2 separate regions of the Ovis aries genome follow, and region 1 is linked to region 2. A link is a contact called in public Hi-C data. All regions are on one chromosome and are shown on one strand. Each heading gives the region's core, a stretch centred on a gene start, on an enhancer-like site or on the middle of the called end of the contact. The rest is flanking DNA. Distances are from core to core; before and after follow the strand shown.

Evidence for each region. Hi-C and Micro-C count contacts between places; a contact is called where the count stands out from the background.
Region 1: a Hi-C map of liver shows a contact between it and region 2, with 2.8 times the contacts expected there. The contact joins the enhancer-like site here to the promoter of RHOF in region 2. A contact is called at or near these places in 9 of 16 Hi-C or Micro-C datasets (blood, hypothalamus, liver and 3 more).

What each region holds. Positions count from the first base shown.
Region 1 is chr17:53,609,838-53,616,763 of ARS-UI_Ramb_v3.0, forward strand. No RefSeq gene overlaps it. Among named protein-coding and RNA genes, the nearest start is that of MORN3, 6.6 kb to the right of the region's middle. Within about 2 kb of position 2,299, at least 39 of the 54 cell types and tissues checked have an H3K27ac peak or open chromatin away from gene starts, as enhancers often do. A contact at or near this core is called in liver and tail adipose tissue, where this site is marked.
Region 2 is chr17:53,538,150-53,544,402 of ARS-UI_Ramb_v3.0, forward strand. RHOF (ras homolog family member F, filopodia associated) reads left to right here and starts at 2,732. Exons shown (of 5, transcript NM_001127285.1): 1 at 2,732-2,875; 2 at 3,185-3,272. The coding sequence starts at 2,732.

The sequences.
Region 1 (6,926 bases), core at 1,049-3,548, 71 kb after region 2:
TCTCTTGATACCTCTTTTGTCATCTTTTGAAGAGCCCAGGAATGATATAAATTTTCCTTTATTCAGCCATTCATTTATTCAACGAGTATTTATTAAGGACCTCCTGGGAACTGTATTCATTTGCTAGGGCTGCTGCCATCACAAAGTAACCACCAACCGAGGTAGCTTATCTGACAGAAGTTGATAGTCTCACAGTTTTGAAGGCGAGATGTTTGAAGTCAAGGTGTCAGCAGGGCTGGTTCCTCCTGGAGGCTCTGAGGGAAGGTCTGTCCCATGACCTTATCCCACCTTCTGCTGGTTTGTCTTTTTTTGTTGTTGTTGTTGTGCCAGGTCTTAGTTGCAACACTCTGCATCTGATTCCATCAGGACCTTTTACTGCATGTGAAATCTTAGTTGCGATATGCAGATCTAGCTCCCTGACCGGTGATCAAACCCGGATGAGGAGCTCCAAGTCTTAGCTACTGGACTACGAGGGAAGTCCCTGCCTGCATCTGTAGTGTTCCCTGGCTTGTGGACAGGGTCTCCCCAATGGCTCAGCGGTAAAGAATCTGCCTGCAATGCAGGAGACAAAGGAGATTTGGGTTCAATCCCGGTCAGGAAGATTCCCCTGGAGAAAGAAACGGCAACCCACTCCAGTATTCTTGCCTGGAGAATGCTATAGACAGAGGAGCCTGGTGGGCTACAGTCCATGGGGTCCCAAATAATTCTCCCTGTTCAGTCAATTGCTGTGGTCTAAAAGTCATCTTCTAGATATCCCTGGTGGTCCAGTGGTTAAGACTCTACGCTTCCAGGGTCGAGGGCTGGATCCCTGATCAGGGAACTAAGATCTCACATGGCTTGGCTCAGCCAGAAGATTAAAAAATGAAAAAAAAATTATAGTTAAGTTTAATTTAAAAAAAAAGTCACCTTCTGCCTCATCCCACGCCTACAGAGCAAATTCAGGAAAACACAGTGGTTCCTGGCCACTGGATTTGGGTCCAACCTCCCTGGCCTTGGCATCCAGACCTCGTCACTCCCAATCTACCTTACTCTGTTCAAAGGACACAACCTCCCATGTCATTTCCTCCCTTCTACTTTAGTCAAGACAGTGTCTGGAATCATTTACACTGTCATGCTTACCGCCAAGATTTTGCCTAGGCTATTTCTATAGCTTAACCCCACCTGGTCTTTCCGAGTGTGAATTCATCAAGGACAGGGGCTGAATTATATTCACCTTTTAATCTCCAGGATCCACCACAACGTATATATAAAAAAGATAACACGTTTTCCACAAACATCTATGGAATCAAGCTGATGAACTGACACTGGGGACTTCCAAAGCATTTATAACTTTTCTGACACAAAAGCACACTTACTTCTATGCAGATTTGTTTCTTCTTTCCTGGTTTCTATTCAGCGTATCTTCCTGACAATTAATTTCCTGATTGGGATTCCTGACTAGGAACTCTAAGTGGGTGAGAATAAGTGCTCTTCATTTTTTAAACACTCATTTTCAACCTGGGCACACAGGAGGCACTAAAATGTGACTTTTTTTCTTTTTTAAATTTATTTGGCTGCGCCTGGTCTTAGTTGTGGTATGTAGGCTCTAGTTCTCCGACTAGAGGTCGAACCTGGGGCTCTTGCACTGAGAGTGTGAAATCTTAGCCATTGGTCCACCAGGGAAGTCCTGCAAATGTGTCCTTAGTGAGTCCTTAAGTCTTTCAGAATATAAGAACTGATCGCGGGTGGGGAAGGGTGGGGTGGGGTGGGGTGGGAAGATTCCCTGGCGGTCCAGTGGTTAGAACTTCCTGTTTCCACTGCAGGGTACCTGGGTTTGATCCCTGGTGGAGGAAGATCCCGCAAGCCCCGCGGCGGGGCTGAGAAAAAATTCTTGGGGAAAAAGAAAACAGGGAAAATCCTCTTTCCCTCTAAAACTTTTCTTAAATATACATGCAAAAAATAATAAAACTTTTTAAACATCGAAAATTATTAAGTTCCCTGTGATCACATTCTGGCCTTTACATTTCTGCAGCCGAGCATTTGGGACATCCCCTAAATTCAGCTTTCCATTCAAACACGCTCATCTTTGTCGCTTTCTCCCACCTCCGTTCAGGCTTCGGAACACGATCCCGCCCACTTCCGGCAGAGGCGTACACAGCGCAGGCGCAACTCTTGGACCTTTTCACCGACCTCCGGGTCTAGTGCTGAAGTATACGCATGTGCAAGGGTGGGGGCGGGCCTGCTTAATTGGGCGGGAGAATATAGGTCCGCGGAACTCACGCGACTGTCTCCGCCCACCTAAGTAGGCAGGAGGAGCCGAGAGCCTCCTCAAGGTTCAGGCAGCGCACGCGCACCGAGTGCTGGGACGCGGCAAGGTACTAGGGAGCCTTTACGCATGCTTATTTAAATAAGGCAAGGAGCTTCTCTTGTCAGCTCCTTAACCCGCCTCCTTTCTCTTCTTTGTACCCGCCTCTGACTTTTAAAGGGCTAGAGCTCTTTTTCACCGCATTGCTTTTTTTTAAATTAAGCGTTTAGGTGGGCTTTCCTGATGGCTCAGTGGTAAAGAATCGTCCTGCCAATACCAGGAGAAACGAGTTACCTAAATTAATCAGTCATTTATTGAGAGCCTTCTGTGTGCTGGGCCCAACTTACATTTTCTTCTGTGTGCATTTTCCAATTTTTCCTTTGGAATACTTGTAAAAATTACATCATTATGTATGTTTTTGGTAATGCCATTCCCTTGGAGGCAATTTTCAGAAATGGGAGGCAATGTGGTGTTCTGGGCAGGTCTTAGGTCAAAAGATCTAAGATTGAATCTTGGCTCAGCCACTTATTTGCTCTTTTACTCTGTCTGGGTATCATCCTTAACTTTTGTGAACTTAAGCATTTGCAGATTTTAAAAAGTGAGGTTAAAGCTACCTACCTCATAGGATGGTTGTGAAAACACGAGTACATTTTTTAAAAACTCAACAAAATGGGGAGGGAGGTGGGAGGGGGGGTTCATGTTTGGGAACGCATGTACACCCATGGTGGATTCATGTCAATGTATGGCAAAACCAATACAGTATTGTAAAGTAAAATAAAGTAAAAAAAAAAAAAAAAAACTCAACAAAGTACCAAGTACTGTGGCTCATACCAGCTATTACATAAATAGTAGTCAAGTGGAATTAAGCCAGAAAATAGTTTTATAGTTTCTGTAACATGGTTCCAGATGGTTCTTCAAGAGGATTTAACTAATTACCAGGATGGTTAGCAGTAGGTAAGGAGTCTTTTCCCCCACAATGTTATCAATATCACAGTCCATCATTTTTTACACATTTTTCTAGTCTAGACAGTATGTAATGGTATGGCAGGCTTATTTTAACATTCATTTCTTTAATTGCTAGGGAGGTTGCGGATTTTTCCTTGGGATGATTTATTAGCTGTATTTCTTTGCCTAACAAGTATTTTCAAACACCATAATTTCCACTGGCTTATCCTTGCAGACATTATGTTAAGTTCTGACAGAGCATTTTGCTGACCAACTGAAAAAAAAAAAAAAAAAAAGAGGGATAGGGAGCTGTGGTCAGTAAAAAGAAATTTTTCAAGGAGGGGGCAGAGCGAGAGATGAGAGCTCATCCCTGCACACAGCACTGTTCAGACCTTTCTCTGGTAAAGGAAATGTCCTGTATCTACACTGTCCCCTGGGGTAGCCAGTTGCCACATGTACTTACTGGATACTTGGAATGTGTCTAGTACAACTGAAGAATTTTTCTTTTTATAAAATTCTTTGGGACTTCTCTGGTGGTTCAGTGATTGACTCTGCATTTCCAATGCAGGAGGCGGCATAGGTTTTATCCCTGGATGGGGAACTAAGAACCCGCATGGTGGGGCGTGGCCAAAATAAAATAAAGTTCTTTGATGGCATAACTCTAGAGATTAAGAAAGAAGGAGAGAAAGGAGAATAAAAGAGCTGTCCGGCAGAGTCACTCAAAAGTGACCTCATATTATTTGGGGAAGGAAAACATCTCTTACTGAGGAGGCCGTAAAACATTTAGGGTCTTTTATGGTCTTCTGTCGTGACCTTAGGATTGATTTCCAGTACTACTATAGTGCAGATAAGTGGCCTAGTTGAGCACATCTGTATTTTAACAGCTTTGTTCCCCTACTGTGATAAATGGACCCAGAGGTGAACATTTGTAAAATATTTGAATTTTTTTCATTGTTCCACTTTCAAAAGTATTGCTCTTGTTAAATACAATGTTTAGTTTCTCTTGTAATACGTTTTGTTAACCTGTGTAAAAGGGATTAAATTTCATTATGGTTTTAAAAATGCTATTTTTATGTGAATTTAAATGCAGCCACATATTGTTTTTTAAAACCATATGGTTTACCACTAATTAAGTTGCCATAAACTCTCAAAAGTTAAAAAAAAAATGGCATCCTATATATCAAGGGACTCGGATTTAGACTTTTGGCATTGTTTCCAAGAGAGACAGTCCCAGAGGATCAGTGGTAACAAGAATGGTGTGTTCAATTTGCAAAAGTCTATCAGGCTATACACTGATGATATTTCCATTTTTTCTATAGACTTATACTTCAGTAAAAATTTAAACAACATTTCTGCATTTTGTGTTACCCTCTTTAGGTATTTCTCTGATTTTTAATTTAGTAGAAGTCAAAAAAAAAAAAAGGCCTGTGACTTGCTCTGGACATCTGAGAGCCCCTAGAGGGCGCTCATTCTGCACTGGAGATGTTTAAAACATCTTTATTGAGAGAGAATGCACACACTGTACAATTCACCCACTTAAAACGTGCGATTTGATGGTTCTCAGTATATTCACAGAGTTATACATCCATTATCACAGTAAGTTTTAGAGTATTTTTATCACCACAAAAAAGCAAAAACCTTGCCCTTTAGCTATCACCTCCCTATCTTCCCATCCTCCCCTTCCCCAAGTAACCAGTAATCTAAATTCTTTCTGTCTTATAGTTTTGCCTATCCTGGACACCTCATATCGATGGAAACAACCTTTTGTGTCTGGCTTCTCTCAGCACAATGTTTTTAAGGTTCATTCTTGTTGTAGCCTGTGTCAGTACTTCATTCCTTTTTATGCCTGAATAATATTCCATTATTATTATGTATGGATAGATGACATTTTGTTCATCCATTCATCTTTTTTATTTTTTTAAGCTGTGCAACTCAGCTTGTGCCTTAGTTCCCCAATCAGAGCTCAAACCTAGGCCCTCTGCCATGGAAGCATGAAGTCATAACCTCTAGACTGCCAGAGAATTCCCCTATCCATTCATCTTGTGATGGTCATTTGAGTGGTCTCCAGGTGGGTCTTTCCTGCCACTTCTAGGAAGGTTTAGACGCAGATTATTCAGCTCCAGAAGGCCCCATTTACATTTTATTTAGACAGTGCTCTCAGGAATGGACTACAGTGTGAATGTCAGGTCCTGGAGTTGACAACTCAGCAAGCATTGGACAAAAACTTGGGATTTCTTGCCAGGGTGGAGCATCCTGGCTTCCAGCCAAAGCTCTGTGCCCAGGAAAGTATATCACCCCAAGGGAATATTTATCTGTGGGTGTGGGGAGGAGTCCCTCTCGCCTCTAACTACACAGGAGAACTCCCTTCACCTCAAGCTGTAAACAAGGCCCTTAAGGGGAGCCCAAGCTATTCAAGACTGACTACCTTTTTTTGTTTGTTTTGGCCATGCCACACGTAGCATGTGGGATCTTATTTCCCTCAATAGGGATGGTACATGCGCCCTCTGCAGCGGAAGCATGGAGTCTGAACCACTGTACTGCCAGGAAGTACCAGTTCTAGCCATTCAAACCTGGCAAGTAATTATCAGAAGGGTGTATGAGACAGAAGCCCTCATGCTTGGCGTTCCTGGCACTTCAGTATTAAGGAGTGGCTGGTCTGTAGCATCCACTTAGGAGTTTTTGAATAATGCTACCAAATTCTGACTCCACAAGGAGAAAAATGTTATAGATTTGTAACCTGCTGATCCAGATTGCCTTCAGAGGCAGACAAATGTCAACCTACAGGGCTTCTCTAGTGGTACAGTGGATAAGAATCCATCTGCCAATGCAGGGGACACAGGTTCGATCCCTGGCCCAGGAAGATGCCACATACCATGGAGCAACTAAGCCTGTGCCCCACAACTGTTGAGCCTACTGTCTAGACCCCAAAGCTGCCACTACTGAGTCTGTGTGCTGCAGCTACTGAGCCCACACTCTAGAGCCCGTGAGTCATAAGTACTGAGCCTGTGTGCTCCAGCTACTGAAGCCCGTGCACCTAGAGCCTGTGCTCTGCAGCGAGAGAAACCACTGCAATGAGAAGCCCTAGTACATCCACAAAGAGTGGCCCCTGCTTGCTGCAACTAGAGTAAAGCCCCAGTGCAGCTATGAAGACCTGTGCAACCAAAACCAAGCAACCAAATAAATAAATGATTGAAAGAAACAACATTAACCTACTCCAGTTTCTTCTCTAGGGGACAGTCCTTGCGTCCCCTGAGCCAGGGTGTGATTAGCGGTTGTGAAAGGGCTTCTTGTAGGGATGGGACTGAAGCTTGAAGCTGTGTCTTAGCCTGACCTTGGGAGAGAGAAAACTAGGCCATAGAGGAACCACTCAGCTGATGGTGGGGCAGCCCTGGACAAAGCCACAGCATAGGGGTTGTTTGCACCAGGAGAGAACCTCTGGGACAGCTGGCCAAGTACCTGAGGAGGAGAAGAGAATGTCTTAAGGAGAACTACAGCATCTACACCTACAGCTTGACTGGCCCTGGGCAGACTCAGGATCTTAGATGAGCCAATCATGAATTTGGAATGGGAATTTGGAAAGAGCCAATTAATTTCTGTGAGTGATTGGAACTAAGGTGGAACCATGAAATGGAACCATTCTCTTTAAAAAAAAATTTTTTTAAGCTTTTCTTTCATTATTTACAAAATTTTTAAAATT
Region 2 (6,253 bases), core at 1,482-3,981:
ACAAGTCGTTTACCTGCCAACTCTAGGTTTCTGTGTCCCAGCAGTTCTGTGGCAAGAACCAGGTTAAAGAATTTTTTTCTTCTCCTCCCAAATCTCTCCAGGAATACCTGGTGAAGAGAAGAATGGCCTGGGTCCTCAGATTGTCTTGCAGGTAAGGGAGTAGGGCTCCGTGGGCCTGTGGGCGTTTGCAGTGCCTCAGCTGGCCTGCCCTGGCCCAGTGCCTCTGAGGAAGCTCTGAGCAGCTGGCCTGGCCACTGGGTATTTTTAGCTACAAAGCCAGCCCCTGCACCACCACTGGAGCCAGGTCCAAATCAAACACGCTCCCTGCAGGGTGGGGTTGGGGCTCCGCCAACCTCTTGGCCAGGCAGGGTGGGTGGGCAGGCTGGAGCCAGTGTCAGCTGTCTTGCCTGGGCCCAGGCCAGGCTGGGAAGACCCACTTTCCCTCCTCTTGGCTCTGTGTTATGTCATTTGTTGTAAGTTGAAATTCATTTCATAGAAAAGGTAGAAACTCAGGTCTGAGGACTTTGAGGAAAGTCAAGTGGACTCCCCCTCCAGGCTGGAGCAGTTACCACAGTTTGCTCAGAGTAGGATGAGTCTTCTAAGTAAATTCTCCCAATGACCCTCCCAGATGAGGCAGTCTTACTCTCCCAGTCACTCCCTGAGCTTCAGGATCCCTGATACAAGGTCAAGCCTGCAGTTGGCTCAAAGGTAAGTGGTCCTCCCCTCTCTCTCAAAACCGTCTTCCATCCTGCCTCTCCCTGAGGGATGCTCTTCCCCTCTTCTCCTGCCAGCACCAGGCTGCCCCTGTGCAGAGATGGCCCCAGCCATGGCCTCACCAGCCAATCACAGCTCCTCCTCAGTCACCGGAGAGAGCTTTGGCTTGGCTCTTCTGTTCAGAGCCTGTGTCTGACTCCTGTCTTGAGCCTGGCAGCCAGGCCTCCATGGTCTATGCCTTGGTTTCCTTGACAGCCATATCTTGCCTCTCTCACGCCCCAGCCATTGCCAAACTTGATGGGGCTTTCCAGCCACCATGCATTTACTCAAGCTGGGCGCCCATCCTACTTCCATTGGCCCTTCCTGCCAGCACTGCCAAGCTTAGTTCATGTACTAACTACCCAGCTCTCTGAGAATCCCACAGGGGCTCTGGTCTAAATAGTTCACATCTTGCAGACTCCTTTAGACTGCTTCCCCCAAGACTGAATTCCTCAAAAGCAGGAACACAGTTGCCTCTCAATAAACTTGTACTGCAAAAAATGAATGAATCGCTGTAAATTTTTCTAGGGGTTCTTGAGGGCTCTCTTAACAGCCTGGAGCTGGGCTTCTCTCTTCCCCAGGTCTGTGCTCTGTGAAAGCTTCCAGGGGCAGTCTCTGCTGCCATCTGGTGGTCAGATTATGCCTTGCAGCCGCTGAAAACGTTGACCTGGCATTTATGGAACTGCCAGGCTGGCAACTTCCTCTGGAAATAAACTTTACCTGATCCTTGCTGAGTGCTTGAAAATGGGGAGCCTTCGGGGTGGGGGCAAGAAGATCCTGAGTCCTGCCAGCCCTTCTCTGAGGAAATTATCAGAGATCCTATCCTAGCTGGGAAAGACCCTGCTTTCTCACCTAACCATGCCCTGGTGCCTGTCTCCTCGGGACCCCTCTGCACCTCCGGACCACTGGCCTAATTTGTGCAAAGCCCAGCCCAAAGTGCAAGGAGGGATGGGGGCAGGGTGGTTTCAGCCAGCCTCCCTGAGAGTACTCATCCAGAGTAAATGCTCAGCAAATAGCCATTGTGGTCATGGGGTAGGAGGGTCAGGGAAACAGCTTGAGAAGGATAGGTATTTCTGCTGTCTGGAAAAAAACAAATTGTCTTGGTGGAGGTGGGGGTAATCAGTCTGAAGTGGACCAAAGGGGACCCAGCTGGTCGCAACTACATCTACCCTGGCCTTTCCTGTCCCCTCCTCGATGGAGTCTTTCTCTGCTCACGCCTCTGGGCCTTGCTAGAAAGAGGCTCCCGCCCGCGTGGTTTGGGGCCACGCGGACATTGTTCTGGGTCTGTTCACTTGTTCCCAAAGTCGCCGCGCCGATGCCATCGCCCGGCAGAGGGCGCCAGACCTCCACCTTTGGGAGGTGGGGTGATAGGTAAGCAGGACTGCTATTCCCCAGCCCGCACACGGACTCCCAGACTCCCAGATCGATCAGGTGGGCCGACTTGACCCTCATGCTAGGATCTTGGGCACCGCCGATGCTACCTTCTGGGGGAAATTGCAGTCAGAGCGGACTTCCCCAAGGCCATATAACTGGGGCGAGGCGCAGGTGGGGGCTTTTTCCTAGCGATTGAGACCAAGGCTCTTCAAACCGGCATGTTGGGGACATCCTGCCAATCAAAAGGATGCGATCCAATGGGGAGGTCAAATCGGCCAATCAAAGGCTCTCTGCCCGAAGACAGCCTGCCAATCAAGGATGCCGGGCGGGAAGAGGCGGAAACGATCGGATCTTGCCGGTGAGGGGCGCACAGTGATGCGCAGGGGAGATGGGAGCTGCCACTGCCGCCGAGCTCTCCATTTCTCAGTTGCCTCAGTTTCCCTGGGAATGAGACAAGTCAGTCCGGTTGGCTGCCTGGCGGAGGAGGTGCCGAGGGCGGGGCTTCTCTTAGCCCCGCCCCTGGGTCAGTTCCCACCCCGCCTCCGATCACTCAACCCCGGCGCTCTACCCCCGGAGCGGCTGCCAGTGCTGCCGGCTCTTGGCTATGGACGCTGCTGGGGCCCCGGCCCCGGCCGCAACCGCCGCCCCGGGCTCCGGCCGGAAGGAGCTGAAGATTGTGATCGTAGGCGACGGCGGCTGCGGCAAGACTTCGCTGCTCATGGTGTACAGCCAGGGCTCTTTCCCCGAGGTGAGGCTCGCCGGGGGGGCTGCAGGCAGGTAGGCTGGGGGCGGGATTGGGGGAAGGACTTGGGACCACGAGGGGCGACGGGAGGACCTCAGCCTGCGCCCCGAGCCCGGACCCCAGGTCCCTGGCATCCTGATTACGAAGAGGCGGCCGTCACCCAGGGGCGCCCCCTCGGGAATTCCAGAGCCCAGCAGAGTAGGGGTGTGGGGCTGAGCGAGATCGGCTGAAGATGGAAGGTAGGGGTGGGGGTCCAGCTGGAATCTGGGCACCCGCTGCACCCCTTAAAAACCGACATGACCCCTTCTCCGACAGCACTACGCCCCATCCGTGTTCGAGAAGTACACAGCCAGCGTGACCGTGGGCAGCAAGGAGGTGACCCTGAACCTCTACGACACCGCCGGTGAGTGCGTCTGGGCGGAGAGGGTCCTAGGGTCCGCCTGCAGGGTTTCCCCCTGAGGGGAATCCCCGCGCTGGGCCATCCCGCCCGCCTTCCTGCCTCTCCGGACCCCGACATCCCGTCACTCCTCGAGAGGAGCTGGCTGGGAACCCGTTCACCACCGCCTGGCTGGGTGGTGCTGGAAGCCGGACAGAGTCACCCCATCTGTAAAAGGAGGGTGTTTGGAAGAGGTGAGCTTCTGCGCTGCCCTCCTAGTGCTGATGTTCTGAAGGCTCACAGCGTCGTTCCTCTCCTGTGGTTCTAGAAAACCGTGGGTTTTGTTTCTGTTTACCAAGATTCCAGGATGTCGTGTGTTACATGCTGTGGTCTCTTAAGATTCCGTGGGCTGCTGATCTGAGTCCCCTGCTGCTAAGGATTCGTAGGCTGCATTTCTGGGTCCTATTTTGTAGAATACTCTGGGCTTCAGATCAGAGCCTGTCATGCCAGGGTTCTGTGGCTGACAGTCCTGAGACTCTAGGGCCCTGTAGCTATAAATTCCGAGTCCCCTGTTTCTGGGATTCCATGGACTGTGGGGCCTGGCTCTGGAATTCTGTGGTCTGTCATTCTGAGCCTGTGGTTCTCGGACTCTGTGGCTACACTTCTGTTTCTTCTTGGCGCTGAAGAAGGAGCAGAGCTCTAGGAGATGTAGGTCCAAATAAGGTTCTTTCTGCCACCTGCAGCTCCCAAGACAAGTGTATTGGTGCAGATCCCCTCACAGTCTTCAGCGTCCCTATTGTTGGGGGATGGTGGGAGGAGCACAGCCAATGGGAAGATTCCAGTAACACTGCTGCTGCTGGTACCCTCGAGGAGCTTACCTCATGCCCCGACTCCCCTCTGGGCTGAATCAACATTGGGGAGCAAAGGTTAGGATCCCCAGTTGGGGCCTCACCCAGCCTCTGTGATGGTTTAATGACTTGTGTGGAACCATGTCGTCAGGTGCCCTGTCAGCCAAGCCTTGTCTGTATAAAGTGAAGTCTTCCAACTGCCCTTGGATGAGACCAAAATCCCCCACCCCACTGTGCGCCTCTCCATAAGGCAACCAGTAGCATCTGTCATTCCACCCTGGAAAGGTTCGGGAAAGGGGCTCTCCCAGACCCAGGTCCTTCTGTATTCCTGACTTTGTGGGTGTGTCCCCCCTCGAGTGGCCCCTAAGGAACCTCTCTTGTTGGATGAACACCGTGTAGGGCCGCCCCCAGAACAGGGCCAGCCCCTTGAACTGGCAAAGCCAAAGGTGGCTGAGTAATTCCCAAAGGCGTGGCCCCAAGAGCAGTGGTGTGTCTGGGGCGCTTTCAGTTTCACAGGGACCCAGGTAGGGGGAGGTTCATTAACTCCGCTCTGGGTGGAGGGCTAGTGGGGCAGGGAGGGTCAGAGCAAGGAATGAACCAGCTCCTCCTTCCTCTCCCCTCAGGCCTTCTCCACTTAGATCCCTGGGGCTCCCTGTTCACCACAGCCTCCCCCAGCAGACCCAGTGCTGGGACCACTTCTGGTCTTTCTCCCTTAACCCGGAAGAAGATGCTCAAAGACTTATCAGAGTACATTGTCATGAAGAGGTTCTGGCAAGCTTCTGCTTGGTGTAAGGCAGGGTTTTCACTAAGAGCTCGTGCCGGAAGGGTGGGGAGAGCGTCTTCTCAATCGTCAGAAGCAGTGACCACCCAGGGCAGTGGTGACCTGCCCACAGCTTCCAGCCGTATGCTCTGGAGTCCGACCTGGGCTTTGATGCCAGCTCTCATGGCTGTATGTCCCTGGGGACACCTGAGCCTCAGTTTCCTCCTCTGTGTGTGTGTGCGTGCTCAGTTGTGTCTGACTCTTTGCGACCCCATGGTCTGTAGCCCGCCAGGCTCCTCTATTCATGGGATTTCCCAGGCAAGAATACTGGAGTGCGTTGCCATACCCTTCTCCAGGGGATCTTCTTAACACAGGATCGAACATGTCTTTGCGTCTTCTGCATTGGCGGGTGAATCTTTACCACTGCACCACCTGGGAAGCCCCTTCCTCCTCTGTAAACAGGGCTAAAATAGCTGTGAGGATGATGACAATGTCATGTGAGGTACAGTGCTTAGCACAGGGTCTGCCTCTTCCAAAGAGCTCACTGAGTGTTATTGGGAGTTTTTTATCCTCCTGCCATTCAGGCCCAGGCCCGACCCCAAGCCTGTTCTTTTGAACCAGTGGCCTGCAGAGCTCTGTGCCAGCCCCGACTCATGCTTTCCCAGCAGGACTGTTCCAGGCAGCAGAAAAGCAGACCTGGGCTTTGAACCTCTCATTAGTGTTCTGGGGAAGTAGGCTGGCCTTACAATCAGTGGGACAGCTCAGGAGAGGGATTCTGGTGGGGAGAGATGTGGCTACTCCCTCAAGAGTGTCCTGCTGTGTCTTGGAAAGCCCCGTTATCTAGAGGAGCGTGAAGGAAAGGCTGGGTCATTCCTCTTCCACATGCCAGTGCCCAGCACAGCACTTGTCCCAGAGCAAGGTTTGTGGAATGAATAAGTGAAGAAGAATCCTGGGTACATAGAGATCTCTGGAGAAGGTCCTTTGTGATAAAGATGGTGAGATTGGTCTCTGCCTTTGGGGTCAACAGATATCAGGAGAAAGTGGCAGAAAAGATGGCCAGGTGACCAACTAGAGGAAGATAGAGACTGAGAGGGTGAAGGGAGTGGCCAAGGTGGAGATGAGTCCTGTAAAGGTTGTTGTAGAAGGTTCTAGAACCTGATGGGCCAGACCCCAAGGTGAGGGGTGGAGGACAGGAGAAAGCATCTTTCCAACCAACCAGTGGTACCCAGAGCTGTGGGATGGGGTGGCCCCTGGGAGGCAAAATTTCTCCACACCCAGGACCCTGCCCACAGGGGTCTGCGTGGGAGGACAGTCTGGTTGCTTGTCTCTATCCGGTGGAAGCAGTTACAGACACCGCTGTAGAGAAGTAGTGAGGGGGACGGAGCTCTCTGTGCTCAGAG